Regions from separate parts of the Rattus norvegicus genome. Here region 2 is linked to region 1. A link is a contact called in public Hi-C data. All regions are on one chromosome and are shown on one strand. Each heading gives the region's core, a stretch centred on a gene start, on an enhancer-like site or on the middle of the called end of the contact. The rest is flanking DNA. Distances are from core to core; before and after follow the strand shown. Region 1 holds the start of Mlkl (mixed lineage kinase domain like pseudokinase). Region 2 has its middle 33 kb from the start of Fa2h.

Evidence for each region. Hi-C and Micro-C count contacts between places; a contact is called where the count stands out from the background.
Region 2: a Hi-C map of Schwann cells shows a contact between it and region 1, with 5 times the contacts expected there. The contact joins the enhancer-like site here to the promoter of Mlkl in region 1. A contact is called at or near these places in 12 of 12 Hi-C or Micro-C datasets (the A7r5 cell line, the Rat2 cell line, Schwann cells and 7 more) and 1 of 1 datasets of contacts at active chromatin or transcription factors (oligodendrocytes).

The regions. Positions count from the first base shown.
Region 1 is chr19:56,212,346-56,215,402 of GRCr8, reverse strand. Mlkl (mixed lineage kinase domain like pseudokinase) reads left to right here and starts at 1,545. Exons shown (of 11, transcript NM_001401077.1): 1 at 1,545-1,919.
Region 2 is chr19:56,304,868-56,307,924 of GRCr8, reverse strand. No RefSeq gene overlaps it. Among named protein-coding and RNA genes, the nearest start is that of Fa2h, 33 kb to the right of the region's middle. Within about 2 kb of position 1,519, at least 2 of the 93 cell types and tissues checked have an H3K27ac peak or open chromatin away from gene starts, as enhancers often do. A contact at or near this core is called in Schwann cells, where this site is marked.

The DNA of each region.
Region 1 (3,057 bases), core at 296-2,795:
AGCCAACCCCAATTAAATGTCATCCATATAAGAGTTGTCTTGGGGGGTTGGGGATTTAGCTCAGTGGTAGAGCGCTTGCCTAGGAAGCGCAAGGCCCTGGGTTCGGTCCCCAGCTCCGAAAAAAAAAAAAAAAAAGAACAAAAAAAAAAAAAAGAGTTGTCTTGGTCATGGTGTCTGTTCACAGCGGTAAAACCCCAACTAAGACAACCATGTACATAAATCTCTAGACCTAAGACGACCGATGGTGGCAAACAGTTACAAAGTGGGCCTAGAGGCCTGAATCTATTATCCCAGCCATGTGGGAGGCTAAGAAAGTGGGGGGGGGGGTCACAAAAGTTCAAGACCTGCTCGGGTAACTTAAAGAGACCTTGTCACAAAACCAAGAGGGGGCTGGTATACAGCCTAGTGATAGGGAGCGTGCCTAACAAACACAGAACCCTGGATTCAATCCACAGCACCACAGGAAAGGAGTGTAGTGGTGCACTTCTGTTATCCCAGGATCCAGGAGGGGAGGCTGGAGGGCTGATGGTTCAAGAACATCCTTGGCTACACAGTGAGTGAATGTCTGTGGGGAGACAACAAATGAGAAAGGGCAAGGAAATGAGAAAACAGGTAAACTAAACCCCCCAGGCAGCCCCCAACTGTGTCGCCCCAAAGTAAAATGTCTCCCCATCCTTTCCAGCTATATAGCTCAAGAAAATCAACAGCATTTCTTTCCTTCTTTTTCTTATTTTATTTTATTTTTTATTTTTGAGATAGAGTTTCTCTGTGTAGCCCTGACTGTCCTGGCTTTGTAGACCAGGCTGGCCTCAAACTCACAGAGATCCCGAGTGCTGGGATTGTGCACCACCTCCTGGCTCGTGAACGGTATTTTTTTATACTGGCAAACTGGGCATATAACGGACTTTAATAATAAACTCACCTTGAAAAATAACAAAGTTTGGAGATGACTTAGAGGGAAAAAAAAGGAATTGAGCCCTACTTGGGTAACCTCACATTCCCTTGAACTTCCTCCACTAGGTTCTATCTCCTGCCCCAGGATTTTTCGACACAAAGAGGCCAAAGGAAGTGCCTTGGCACTTCTAGGAGTCACCCCCATTTTAATGCATTTACCGGTGTGGTGTGTGCGTGCGTTTGCATGCCAGGGCCTGTGCACATGTCGAGGTCAGAAGACAACTTGGAGAACTCAGTTCTCTACTTCCACCTCAGGAGAAGAAGGTGACTCAAGTCGGCAGGCTCACTGAGCTGTCTCAGCCTCGCTTTTTTATTTTTTTTATTTTGCTGAACTTCCAGGTTATCCCATACAGTGGTTATCAGGGCTTCCTGTAACCTTATTTGCTCAATCCCCAAATCCAAGACCCCAAGCAGAGGACCTGGGAGGACTCAGAGTAGCTATTTAATGGATTTGGAGAAGGACCAGAGACAACTGGAGACTTCAACTGGGAGCTGTCCAGAAAGCGGGTGTGAGAAGCTGGCACTCCTCCAGCAGGAGTAGAAACCCCCCCCCCGAGGGGGGGGAGGCGTGTCAAACTGGCAGCCACTTCCGGAAGAAGAAACAGCTGTTGGTTTTGAGGGCTCGGCTGGGGCATTGCTGTGTTAACCCAAATTTGACTTTACACGAGAACTGTGGCCGGTGTAGAATTCCTCCGGGATGCGGGAGCATTAAGGCTGCACCAAGGGAAGGGGCTCAGGAGACCGGGGACCTGTCCTGGTCTGGGGTGCATTGTCAGCGAGGAAGAAGATCACAGTGGCCAGTGGGAGACTGATCCTACTGGAACACTGGAACGGAGCGCAGGATAGACCAAGACCAGCGCCCCTCGGAAAAACCGGGCTGAGTCCTCAGACTCCAGGGAGCCATAGCGCAGCAGGAGGAAGCAGGAGAATCACGGAATCACAGATAGGACTTCCTGGAACTCGGGGTGAGTTGGTTTCGATTCCCTAACTCTATTGGGCTGTGCGGCTGCTGAGATCCCTGCTGACCTTTTGCCCAAGTAAGATGGTGATCGAGGACTGGGATTCGAGGAGAGGCAAAGAGTGGGACCCGTCCAGAGGTGCCCAAGTCTTAGAGTAGATGGGAAGTCAGTAAGACAATCAGTTTCCAGCACAGATGATTATGGGGATGGGAGGTGGGAGAGGGTGTGTTCGGGTAGGGGGGGGCAGGGATTCAGGACAGGGTTTCTCTGTGTGGCTCTGTCTACACTGGAATTTGGATCTTGTTCCGTAGACAAGACCCAACGTGAACTCAGAGATCCGCCTGCCTCTTGACTGCCAAGTGCTGGGACTAACACTAAGGGTGTGCCCCACCATCATCCAGCATGATTCCAGTTCTTAATATGAATTCCCTTTTCCTTTTCTAGGGCCCATTTCATGAGTAGTCTAATGTAATTTTTTTAAAGGGCCTCTGACTTTTTTTTTTAGACTATTCATTTGTTTATGGAAATAGGCTCTCACTGTGTAGCTCTGACTGGCCTGGAACTCACTGTATGGTCCAAGCTGGACTTGAATTCGCAGAGATGCTTGTCTCTGCTTTCCAAGTGCTGGGTTTAAAGTTGTGCCACTACGCCCAGATATTTCTGACATTTTTTTATAATTGGAGGGGAACGGGGCAAGAGTAAATTAATATATTTAGTACTACTTCCAGATTTTTCTCCTTTGCTCTCAGACATCCAAGCCTTGACGGCTTGGGCTCAACATCTGGGAATCGCTGGGGCCCGAGATCCATTGATTTTGTTTAAGAGCACCATGACAGGCTAGAAAGACGGCTCAGCCTTTAAAGAGTATCCTGATACTAATGCCTTGCCTGGGAATCCCATGGACAAAGAAAACTAATCACTCACATGCTTGGTTTCACTTTTTTTTTTTTTTTTTTAAGATTTGTTTAATTTGTTTTATGTATATGAGTACACTGTTGCTATCCTCGGACTCACCAGAAGAGGACATCAAATCCCATTACAGATGGTTGCGAGCCACCATGTGGTTGCTGGAGATTGAACTCAAGACTTCTTTTTAGAACAGTCAGTGCTCTTAAACGCTGAGCCATCTCTCCAGCCCTTGGTT
Region 2 (3,057 bases), core at 270-2,769, 93 kb before region 1:
TTAAAACATTTCCGTGTGTGTGTGTGTGTGTGTGTGTGTGTGTGTGTGTGTGTGTGTGTGTGTATGAGCGCTCAGAAGAAGGCATTGGATCCTTCAGAACTAAAGTTATAGGTGGTTATGAGCCACCTGAATTTGGGACCTCTGGAAGAGCAGCAAGTGCTCTTAACAGCTGAGCCATCTCTCCAGCCCCAAGACATTTTTGACCAATGTTCAGCAGGGCATTTGCCCAGGGGTCTGTGAACTCATCCCGTGTTGTCTGGGGAGCAAGATTTGGCCTCAGAGGCACCATCCATGAGTGCTTCTTGACTGGCAAGCGGGGTAGCTTAGTGCGTGAATTGCTATTGGGATATTTGTTCTCTCCTTGAACAACATCACCTACAGCATGTGAGTAGCTGATAGCGAGGTCTCCTCTGGTTAGAGTGGAGAGGAGACTAAGCAAGGTGCTAGTGGCAGGGTAAGAAACTGGCTGCCACTAGGGGGAGCGAGGACATTGGAAAAAGAAGCGCCTCTTGTCTTGCATTCTGGTTTACAGCTCCGAGTCTTCCTGGTGGTGATAATAACCTCTTTACAGCAGTTCTTTAGGCTGAGAAGAAGTAAACTTCCAGTAGGTTAGGTAAAGTGGTGGGAAACAGGGTTTTTTTTTTCTGTTTTCTTTTTTTGTTTTTGCTTTTTTGTTTTGTTTTGTTTTGTTTGTTTGTTTTTGAGGTAAGAGCTGGTCTGAGCTATGAGTACTCTTTGAACTCCCACTCGAATGAGCATCACTGGTTTAAAGGTCCCAAAGCCAGGCTTTCCTAATGTAGAGAGAACGGTTGATGGATAGAACCCAAGGCTATCTGTAAACCTCCTGTGCTTAACGAATGGAGATCAGAAACAGAAGAAAATGTAAGCAGATATGTAGGTGCCCAGAGTAATAAGTCAATTTCTTTCTTATCAGGAAAATATCTCAACAACTAAAGTTCTTTTGGCTTCTCTAAAGCTCAGCACAATCATTATGTTGAAGAAATTTGACCCCTCCTCCCCAACTCTCATACAGTTTCAGAACACCTAGGACAATGGTGTTGCATTGTGATCTGGGGTAACATTTGTATGATACTCAGCAGTTTCCTATTTTAAAGCTTTTAAAAAAAAAAAGTTTTGGTATCTGGGTTCAGATTCCTACGTGGCTGCCCTCTGGGATTACATGCTGGGATTACAGGATAAGCTGCCATCCCTGGGTTAAAGGCTTGGTAGAGTTTGAGATCCTGGAAACAGATAGCAACATACGATTTTCAGTGTTTTGCCTACACGTATGTACCTGCACCACAGGCCTGGCACTTCTGGAGGACAGAGAGGGCGTTGGGTCTCTCGGAACTGGAGTTACAGGCAGTTGTGAGTCACCACGTGGGTGCTGGGAATGGAAGCCAGAAGCCAGGTAGGTGTCCACACACCCCCCCCCCCCCCCCCGCAAGAGTAACAGGGACTGGAAAGCCATGTCTCCTGGTCATGAACGTCTTTCAAGCTGAAGTTTGACAGCAGGTGGCAGCAGGGCGCCAACAAATCGGAGCGCTTCCCTCTGAAGGGAAAAGGTCAAAGTTCTCCAAACCCGCCTATACTTGCTTCTCCGATTATAAAATGAGAGGTCTGTCTTCCACTCGCTTTCCTCTTTACAGGGGACAACATACTCAGAACAGAGAAGGGTTTGTTTTGTCTCACAGTCCCTCGTGGTGGGGAGTCATGGTTCTAGAAGATTTAGGCTGCTGGTCTCACTGCAGTCAGGAGGCCAAGAGAGGCAATGCTCAGCTAACCAGCTTCCTTTTTCTTTTTTTCCCCTCCAGACCACAGATCAGGGCTTTTTGATGGGTTTTCATCCTATCCGGTAAAGCAGAGTGAGATGTTCTCTATTTGTTCACTGACTGAACAAATATGGGCGCCATGCTTCTCTCATTATTGTTTAAATTAAACCACTTAACATCTTTAGCTGCATTTTACATTTTATAAAAACGTTGGTGGGGAGAGATGCTACCATGGCACTCGAGTTGGGAGACAACCTTCGGGAGTTGGTTCTTGCCTTCCTCTGTGAGGGTCCTGGGGATCGACCCCTGAAGACAGGGACACAGTTTAGTTAACCAAAAACCACAATTTACATGTGGTTGTTTAGTAAGAAAACTGAGGGTGGCCAAATTGTATCTCGAGCTTAGCCACAGAGTAACTGGTTCAGGGGCTCAGAGACCATGATGACAGGAAGCGTTGGGAGCATCCTGAGAGGACTGGAAGATGAAAATAAGGTTAATGGTTCTGACGCATGCTCATCCTCTTGGCACTTGGGAGGCAGAGGCATGGGAATCACTGCGAGTTCAGGGCTACGGTGGTAAAGCTGGTGTCAAAAATGTAAACAAATAAGGAAAGCAAAGGAGGGTAGAATGTGAGTTCTTTTCATGTAATTTCACTATTGACCCTCGCACTGCCCCTGTCAGGGGCACAGCTCATTTCACATTTGGTGACAATAAGGCTCAGAGAAATGGTACCTAGAGTCAGAGGACACCAAAGAAGAGAGCAGGGCCAGCAAGGTGTGTTAGCGGTTTCCCTGGATTCAATCTTCAGGACCCACACAGTGGAGAGAGAGAACCAACCCGTCCAAGTTACCCTCTGAGTGCCACACATGGTCCTCCTTCCCCATGCACAAAATAAACAAATGTAACAAAAATCTCTCAAAACTGAGATTGGAAAAGTTTTTGCTGTAGTTTGGACTGATGTCTCTCACTCTGTCCCATCATGTGGATTTAACATCGAGGCTGAGTGGCCATTTCTGCACAGACTCACCTGAAATCACTCTTGTAACGGTGGCTCAGGAAAGCCAGGTGCGGTGGCCCACTGTGCAGGCAGAACAGGCAGATCTCTGTGATCAGCCTGGTCTACAGAGAGAGTTCCAAGCCAGCTAGGGCCACACAGAGAAAACGTGTTTCATAACAACCAAAGCAATGGTAGCTGAGCCCAGATGTGTGCTCCACCCCTATAATCCCAGCACTTGGGAAGCAGAGGAGAGAAGAGCAGTTTAAGGTGATCTTAACCATATTTCCA